Linked DNA regions of Mus musculus: all the other regions are linked to region 3. Evidence: chromatin contacts called from public promoter capture Hi-C data. All regions are on one chromosome and are shown on one strand. Each heading gives the region's core, a stretch centred on a gene start, on an enhancer-like site or on the middle of the called end of the contact. The rest is flanking DNA. Distances are from core to core; before and after follow the strand shown.

What was found. Promoter capture Hi-C pulls out the DNA fragments that hold promoters and counts their contacts.
Region 1: a contact with region 3 is called in a promoter capture Hi-C map of pre-B cells. The contact joins the promoter of Ss18l1 here to the promoter of Fam83d in region 3.
Region 2: a contact with region 3 is called in a promoter capture Hi-C map of pre-B cells. The contact joins the promoter of Cables2 here to the promoter of Fam83d in region 3.

Annotation. Positions count from the first base shown.
Region 1 is chr2:180,041,153-180,043,852 of GRCm38.p6, forward strand. It overlaps Ss18l1 (SS18, nBAF chromatin remodeling complex subunit like 1), which reads left to right and starts at 1,331. Exons shown (of 11, transcript NM_178750.5): 1 at 1,331-1,716. The coding sequence starts at 1,648. It overlaps Psma7 (proteasome subunit alpha 7), which reads right to left and starts at 1,312. Exons shown (of 7, transcript NM_011969.2): 1 at 1,126-1,312. The coding sequence starts at 1,221.
Region 2 is chr2:180,272,162-180,274,861 of GRCm38.p6, forward strand. It overlaps Cables2 (CDK5 and Abl enzyme substrate 2), which reads right to left and starts at 1,304. Exons shown (of 10, transcript NM_145851.2): 1 at 939-1,304. The coding sequence starts at 1,294.
Region 3 is chr2:158,766,735-158,769,434 of GRCm38.p6, forward strand. Fam83d (family with sequence similarity 83, member D) reads left to right here and starts at 1,365. Exons shown (of 4, transcript NM_027975.2): 1 at 1,365-1,853. The coding sequence starts at 1,380.

The DNA of each region.
Region 1 (2,700 bases), core at 81-2,580, about 21 Mb after region 3:
AGGCATGTCACCAGGTGCAGTGCAGGGAGCCACCTCACTGGCCTCACAGGTTTTTCTTTTGTTAGACGGTTTCTCACTAGCTGTATCTCTTGGGTTTGGAGTGATGGCTCAGCGGCTGCTCTTCCACAGGACCCCAGGTTCAATTCCCAGCACCCATATGGCAACTCTAGTTCCAGGGAATCTGACACTCTCACACAGATATATACATATAGACAAACGGCCAAACGCACATAAAAATAACTTTTAAAATAATAAATTAATAATGCACACACACAACCACAAAGAGTCTTTATAGTTTTAGAAGTCTTTAGGGTCTCTAGATTTAGAAGCCCAGGCTGGCTTTGTACTTGTGAGATTTTTCGAGCCTCAACCTTCTAAATGCCAGGATTATACAGGCCTGCACTTCCAAGCCCTGTCATTCCAGAGTTCTTGGGTGGATTGGGTCACCAAAAGCTTTGGGGTTTTAGTTTCAAGGAGATAAAATACCTGGGAAATGTAAGCGTTTCAAGACTCGGAACCACGTGTGTTCCGGAAGATCCGGTGACTCGGGAAAAACAAAAACCAAAACTAAAACTGTCTCACTGCTGGCGCTTACAGGTGTGGGGAGTCCTTTTCCAAACAGTGCTAAGGACTGAACAAAACTGGGGCGCGGTGAGAAGGGCCCACCGGAACCAGAACACGGCGTCGGTGGCGCATGCGGACCCGGAAGCAGCCTGTCACCATCGCAGGGCCGACGAATCGCCCTTTGTTCACAACGCCCACCTGGGCCTAGCTCGCAGATCCCCAAGTCCCCGCCGGCGCCGGCTACAGCCAGCCTCCCGCCGCCCGCGCGCACCTGCGGCCTCCGCCGTCCGCGCCGCGCGCACAGCACCAAGATGGCCCCGGCCCAGCCCCGGGGATGCGCTCGCCTAGATGCTCCGCAGTGGGGAAGCCAGAAAAAATCGCCCGGCTCTCCGGGAAGCGCGGCGCGGTCCCCGCGACCTGGTGCCCTTCCTACGTCGTCACCATTCAGCTCCCGTCACCTCCTGGTCCACCCGCCGCCAGCAGATAGCGCGGCCCCCGCGCCCAGGTCTGCGTGCCCCGCTTCCTTTTGCACCCCGTCGCTCAGGCCCCGGGCCGGCTCACCGCGGTGGAGCCCTTTTTGACCGCCTCCTGCGCGTACTCCACTTGGAAGAGGTGGCCGTCGGGCGAGAAGACGGTGATGGCGCGGTCGTAGCTCATCACTGCGGACGCACTAGCTCGGGCCGCCGCCGCTCAAAAGCGCACACTCACCGTCAGCGCCCCGCCCTCCCGGGCCACGCTGCTGGCGTCTGGCGTCAGGGGGACGTGCGGCACGGCGGGGCGGGGCAGGGCGGGCGGAACCACCGAAGCTCAGCACAGGGGGCGGTGTACCGGCTACCGGCTGGACGAAGAGCGCAGGCCGGGTGCAGGGGGCCTCCGCGCGGTATCCTGACCTGGGAGGCAGTCGCGTAAGGCGTGGGGACGCGGGGGACTCGAGCGCGCATTGGCGACAGGCAGGCGGGCGAGCCCACGGCACCGCGCCCCCCGTGTCCCCGCCCCCGCTCTGCGGAGAATGGGCACCTCGGGCCGCGGGGCGCAGCCGGAGAATAAACCCCAATGATCACGGGCTGAGTCCGCGCCACCACCATGTCCGTGGCCTTCGCGTCGGCGCGGCCGAGAGGCAAAGGGGAGGTCACTCAGCAGACCATCCAGAAGGTGGGCATGGCCGAGGGGGTACAGAGTGCGGGTGGGCGCGGGGCACGAACAAAGCCGGGGCACAGCCCGCCGCACGGAGCCCTGACGGCGGCTCCCCGCGCCCCCAGGAAAGCCTGCGCCAACTTTGCTGGAGGCACTGGCAGCGGGGGCCCGGCGGCCGCAGGGGGTGGGGACCCCGGAGCGCGTTGCGCGTTCTTCTCCCAGAGCGCCCCAGGCAGCAGACGCAACAGAGCGAGACGCCAGGGCCCGCGGCCCCTCCAGCCGGGGCGGGGGCTTGTCGCGCTCTGCTGACAGCCGTGGTAGCGACGGTCGCGCGCCTTTGCGCGATGCTTGGCGAGTGGAGAAGGGGGAGCAGGCAGCCTGGAGGCGCGCCGCTGCGGCGAGCTGGCCGCTCTTGTGAGGTACTGCGGTGCCCTGCACAAAGGAACGCATCCAAAGTGTGCGTGCCATTTCCAGAGCCCGCACCGCTGTCCAGAGCTTGCTGCACGCGGCGGACTTGAGGCTAGCGCAGCCCCGCCCCCGCTCGGGCCACTGGGTATCCGCGAGCCTCGCCTTCTGCACCCTGGCTTCAGACACCGCAGGTTTGTCCTGCAGTCTCTCAGTTTCATCCTTTAGTTTGGGCCAGTTTCTCAGAGAAGGCGTTTGCGTGGGTGTGTGGACGTCTTTAACAAAAGGAAGCTTTAAGTTTTGGCTTGGACACTTTAGCTTCTTACTGTTTGCCTTCGCGGTTCCAGGCATCTTTCTTACGCGATGGCTTTTCCTAATTCTGGTTCCTTTTACAGAATTCTTGAATTCTTTTGAGCCAGTTAGTTCCCAAAGGAAATTGGCCTCTCTACTCCCTCAGAGGCTTGTGGGGATTTTCTTCGCTTGTCGCCTGTTTCCCAGATCACCCTTGCTATCCTCCTTAGGAACATAATGGTTATCACTGTTGGCAAGTCCTAGTTAGCAGGGGAGATTATTGGAGGAAAGCAGAAATGCAGGTTT
Region 2 (2,700 bases), core at 54-2,553, about 22 Mb after region 3:
CCTAGGATCCAGGCAGGGGAGGCAGAACAGTTACATGTTGCAGACCCTGAGTCCAGCAGGTGTGGGACAGAGGGCAGGGAGGTGGTCAGGTGTATAAGGCCGAGTAGAGATGAGACCAGGTAGGTAAGACCCTGGCCCACAAGCTGAGTTGGGCACACAGCCTGTAAAAAGTGTTTGTGAGTCTCTGTGTAGGGTAGCCAGGGGAGGGATGTGTCTAGAGTCAATTAGACCAAGGGAACTCCGAAATCCATATTCAGGGGACTTTCAAGGTAAAGAGCTGACCCCATATCCAGGAGCTGACAGCTTTAGTGGGACTTTCAAGGTAAAGAGCTGACCCCATATCCAGAAGTTGACAGTTTTAGTGGGACTATCCCTTCCCTCTGGAGGCTGACCAGCTTCAGTTAATCCCAAACTCATCTCCTGTATTCTGGACTGATGCTGCCACATCACCTCAGTCCCAGTCAAGGACAGACGGGACTGCGAGCCTCTCTGACTCTTGCACGCTGCGGTGATGGGCCCTCAAGTACCAGAATGAAGGATCCCTGGACCACCCTGGCTCCTGCATTATGGGCTGAAGAACCCTCTTCCCTAATTACCCGACACCTTGATCTTGGGCTGGTCATCTTGACCCTGTGTCCTGGGCTGACCATTCCGGTTCACCCAGACCTCTGAGTGTTAAGTTGATGGGTACCAGGTGACCATACCTGTGTGCGGGGTGAATGGACCCACCTCATCCCAACCATGTCCAGGTCTGCCGAGCTTGTGGCTTACCCGAACCCATAGGTCAACTACCCCACAACCTGGGAGGAGGGACCTGGCTCACCACCACCGGTGCCCCGGGCTGCCAAGGCCATAGGTCACACAGCCGGAGTGCTGGTTAGGCCTCTAGGCCACCACCCTGACCCCAGCGTGCAGCCGCCCCCGTCCAGCCCACTCACCTTTGGCGCTGCCCGTCCAGGCCAAGGCCGGCGGGCGCCGTCGTGGGGCTGAGCAGGCCCTGGGGCGCGGGCCTGGCTGGCAGCCCCGGGAGGCCTCCAGGTGGAGCGGGCGGCGGCGCGGGCGCCTCGCGGGCCTCGGTGGGCGGTGGCGGCGGCGGCGCTGGCTTCTCGCCTCCGGGACCCAGGCTCGGGGGCCGTCCGTCCAGGGAGATGTTGTTGAGAAAGAAGAGGGCGGCCTGACGGCGCCGGGAGTCCCCGCGCCTCCGCGGCACGGCCGGCGGGTTCCGGGCGGCCGGCGCGGGCCTGGAGGGGCCGGGGGCCGGACCCGGGGCTCCTCCCGCCGCAGCCGCGGCCATGCTCGAGTGCGCCGCCGCGCCGCGCCGCCGCGCAGCTGCCCATTGGCCGCGGCGCGCTTGCATGCAAATACCACCCCGTCACTCCCGCCCATTGGCCGCGGCGCGCCCATATGTAAATATAGTTCCGCGGTTCCTGTCTATTGGTTGCGGCGCGCCTGTATGCAAATACCACCCCGTCGCTCCCGCCCATTGGCCGCGGCGCGCCCATATGCAAATATAGTTCCGCGGTCCCTGTCCATTGGTTGCGGCGCGCCTGCATGCAAATGAGGCTCCTCTGAGCCCTTCGATCGGCTAGCGATATGTGGCTTGCCCCGGCGCTCCCCTGAGTCCTAGAGTCTTCTGTCTGTTGTAGGTTTGGCGTGGCTAAACACGGCAAGGTCGGTAGGTGCACGGAACCTGTGTCCTGTTCTCCCGTCCAGGACTCGGTGTACAGGGCACCCTTCAGCGAATGTTCATTATGGGCTGCAGACTCAGGGTGCGGGCCTGTTGTGGTCACTTGCTCCGGGGTGTTCCCTCAGCCCTGGGGTTCTTCTGGGCAGGTATCCATCCATGTTCCACCAGAGCCTGTAACTTCCGGGCTGTGCCGCCTGGCCTCCTCACTGACTGCTGAAGACACCCGTCTATGGTCTGAGGGCAGCTGACATCTCAGTTGCCTCATGGACGTGGTCTTGAGTCTGCATGATACTGGAGTTTCAGTTTCCTTCGTGGAGGATGTCCAGGACTCGAGTATACAAACCCTTCTGGCTCAGTACCGTGTGTGTATGTCGGCCCTTCCCTGTACAGAGTCTTCACCCTACCATCACCTGCTCTTTCCAGCTCCCAACCTATGTGGACTTCTTATCTTTCTTTTGTTTTGTTTTTCAAGTCAGGGTTTCTCTGTATAGTGTAGACCAGCCTGGCCTCGAACTCAGAAATCTGCCTGCCTCTACCTCCCAAGTGCTGGGATTAAAGGCATGCGTCACCACTGCCCGGCGACTTCTTGTCTTTAAAGTGTTTGATGGATCATTGAAGAAACACAAAGGAAAATCTCCCCAATGTTCTTTTTGGTCTATGGTCACTGCCTGCTCTGGTCCTGTGGCTGCTTAAAATGGGTGCTGGAGTGGAGTTGGTTGAGGGAGAGAGATCCCTGGGAAGTGGCTTCTTTCCTTGGGAGAAGCCATCGGTAGTGTTACCTATAGGAGTTCATACTGCCAGTTCCTTCCCTGCTTTTAAGGCTCAGGCAGGCTGATTCTGTCAGACACCCCCCTCTATCCATGGCATCTCCCTGTCATCCCTGAACAAGTAGGCTTACCCTTACTCTGTTCTGACCCCCCTCTTCTCCACTGCCTTTTCCTAGCTACCCTGCCAGGAACCAGTGACAAGGTGGACAGTTTTCCTGTCTAGTAGAACGCAGGGCTTGGTCCATT
Region 3 (2,700 bases), core at 115-2,614:
TTAGCTTATAGTGGAGAGCAATGCTCTACGTCATTCAATGGGATCATAGATTATGATCTCTGATTATCCTTGCTTTTAACCCAGGAAACAGAGGCAAAGACACTGTGTGACTGTACAGCCTCAGGCCTGGCCCCTGTCCTTATTACATGCAAGAGCTGGTTCGATTTGATAGAGGAAGGTAGTCTTCTGCATCCTGGATGCCAGAGTGGGGACACAGGAAGCTCTTGCCTTTGGGCTTGAATAACTTCCCTGAGAAGGCTGGAACCAGGGAAGGATGAAGAGAGGGAGGAGATCCTCACAGCAGTACTGGTTTGTTTTAAGTTTACAGAGGTAGAGGCAGGGGGTTAGAAAGCCAAGGTCATCCTTCGCTACAAGATATGAGAAAGGGAGAGAGAGAGAGAGTGAGAGAGACCTTTAAGCGAAGAAGTAGATACCACAGTGGATTAGTATATAGATGTATATGTATGAGCATATATGTATGTGTATATGTATATAGATATATATGTGTATGTTTGCAAGGTCTTCTGTGACCTCTCTTAGGATTGACACAGAATAAGATGGCTTCGAACTCCAGATTCTCCTACCCTAACCTCCCATGTGCTGGGAGTGTGCCACCACCCCCAGCTCTGCACCACTGAGAAAAAAAGACATTTATTTATTTTTATTTAATGTGTATGTTTGTGTGCTACGTATGCATACAGTGTCCGTGGATACCAGAAAGGGCATCATCAGATTCCCTGGAAGCATTATAGGTGGTTAGAGGTTGCCAGGGGAGACAGTGCTAAACCCAGATCCTCTGGAAGTGCTCTTAACTGATGAACCACCACTCCAGGCTCTATCTCTGTCTCTTTGTCTCTCTTCCTCCCCATCTTTTCCCTTCCTTCTCCCTCCCCCTCCCTCCGTCCCTCTGTCCTTCTCTCCTTCTCACTTGCTCTCTGTATTGATAAGTTAATGATTAGATGCAGGGTGGAGTGGCAATGAGGCTGATCACACCAAAATAAGCATGTCCAGGAGCAAGTCCTACCCCTAGTCCGAGTCCTTGAAGCACCATGTTATAGGGCACTCGGCAGGGGGCGTGCTCGGACAGTGCGGGGCTATGTCCCGGGTTGGCAGGGTTCTGGAGCCGCTAGGGCGGGGTAAAGTCAGATTTAAATTCCGCTCAGCCATCAGGCAGTGAGAGCAGAGGGTGGGCGGGTTCTGTCTCAGGAGCAACCAATAGCAATGAGGGGGCAGAGCCTTTGGTACGCATGGGAGACATCCAGCCAATGGGATTGCTGGGGCGGGGCGGCGAGCCAATAGAGCGGGCTGGTTTGATTCAAAGATGCCTATAAAAACTCAGACTACCACCGTAGACAAGTGGATCGGTTCTGGGCACTGCCATGGCTGCTCGCTTCGAGCTGTTGGACGACCTTCCCGCGGCCTGCCTGTCTCCGTGCGGACCGCCCAACCCCACGGAGCTGTTCAGCGAGGCGCGGCGTCTGGCTCTCGAGCAGCTGCTGGCCGGTGGTCCCGACGCCTGGGCCGCCTTCTTACGGCGTGAGCGGCTGGGCCGCTTCCTCAACGCCGACGAGGTGCGCGAGGTTCTGGGCGCTGCCGAGCGGCCGGGCGAGGATGGGGCGGCGGTAGCGGAGGACTCGTTCGGCTCCTCTCACGAATGCTCGTCGGGCACCTACTTTCCGGAGCAGTCGGACCTGGAACCGCCGGCGTTGGAGCTCGGCTGGCCTTCCTTCTACCAGGGTGCCTACCGCGGTGCCACGCGTGTCGAGGCTCATTTCCAGCCCCGCGGCGCGGGCGCCGGAGGCCCGTATGGCTGCAAGGATGCGCTGCGCCAGCAGTTGCGCTCCGCCCGAGAGGTGAGCGGCCCCCTGGCAGCGGGTAGGGGAGGAGCATCGGCCTTCTGAAAATTGAGTCATGTCGTAGTTCCAACTTCTGTTATTGGTACCCCTGGAACAGAGCGACTGTTAGTTCAAACCAAAGTGGATTGCAGAATTCCAGGGACGTCAGCTGACATTAGGTCTCACTTTCAGGAGCTAAGTAAAAGCTTAGTTTTACCCAAAAGATGATACCCGGAGACCATGGGGAGATCTGTAATTACCACTTTTCCACGCTTCTTAATGTTGTAGACAGATAAATTCGAGCAGTCGGTTTATCTCTTTCACTTCTGTGAGTGAGTCTGGTGGGAGATATTTTTAACCCACAGTGCCTGGGACTGTTCCAAGTAGCATTGATCCAAAATGCAAATATTTGTGCTTTAGATAAGCCACTGGTTACAATGGGTTTTTATCTTAGCTAGTGTCAGACTGCCCGATTGGCCTGGGGTGGAGTATAGAGTCTGGCCTGCCATAGATCAGGGAGAAAGGGCTCCACTTGGGAGGGTGTGGCTACAAGTTTGCATGCTGGTGAACACTGCTCCATTCCCAGACCTTTTGACTGCCTGGAACATGACGGGCAAAGCCTCAGACCATGTCAAGACTTAGTAGGCCTGGCACCGCTATATGTTAGGGTGCGGATCAGGTTGACATCACCAAGTCTAGGAGCAAGTTTGCGTTCTGTTTTTGTCTTTTGTTTTTTGTTTTCCTCTCTGCAAGACAAGGTCACTGTAACCCAGGCTTACCTGGAACTTACAGGCTTCAATTTCAGGCAATCCTCCTGCCTCTGCCTTCCTAGTGCCAAAGCCAAAGTTCTGATGCTGGTTCTGTA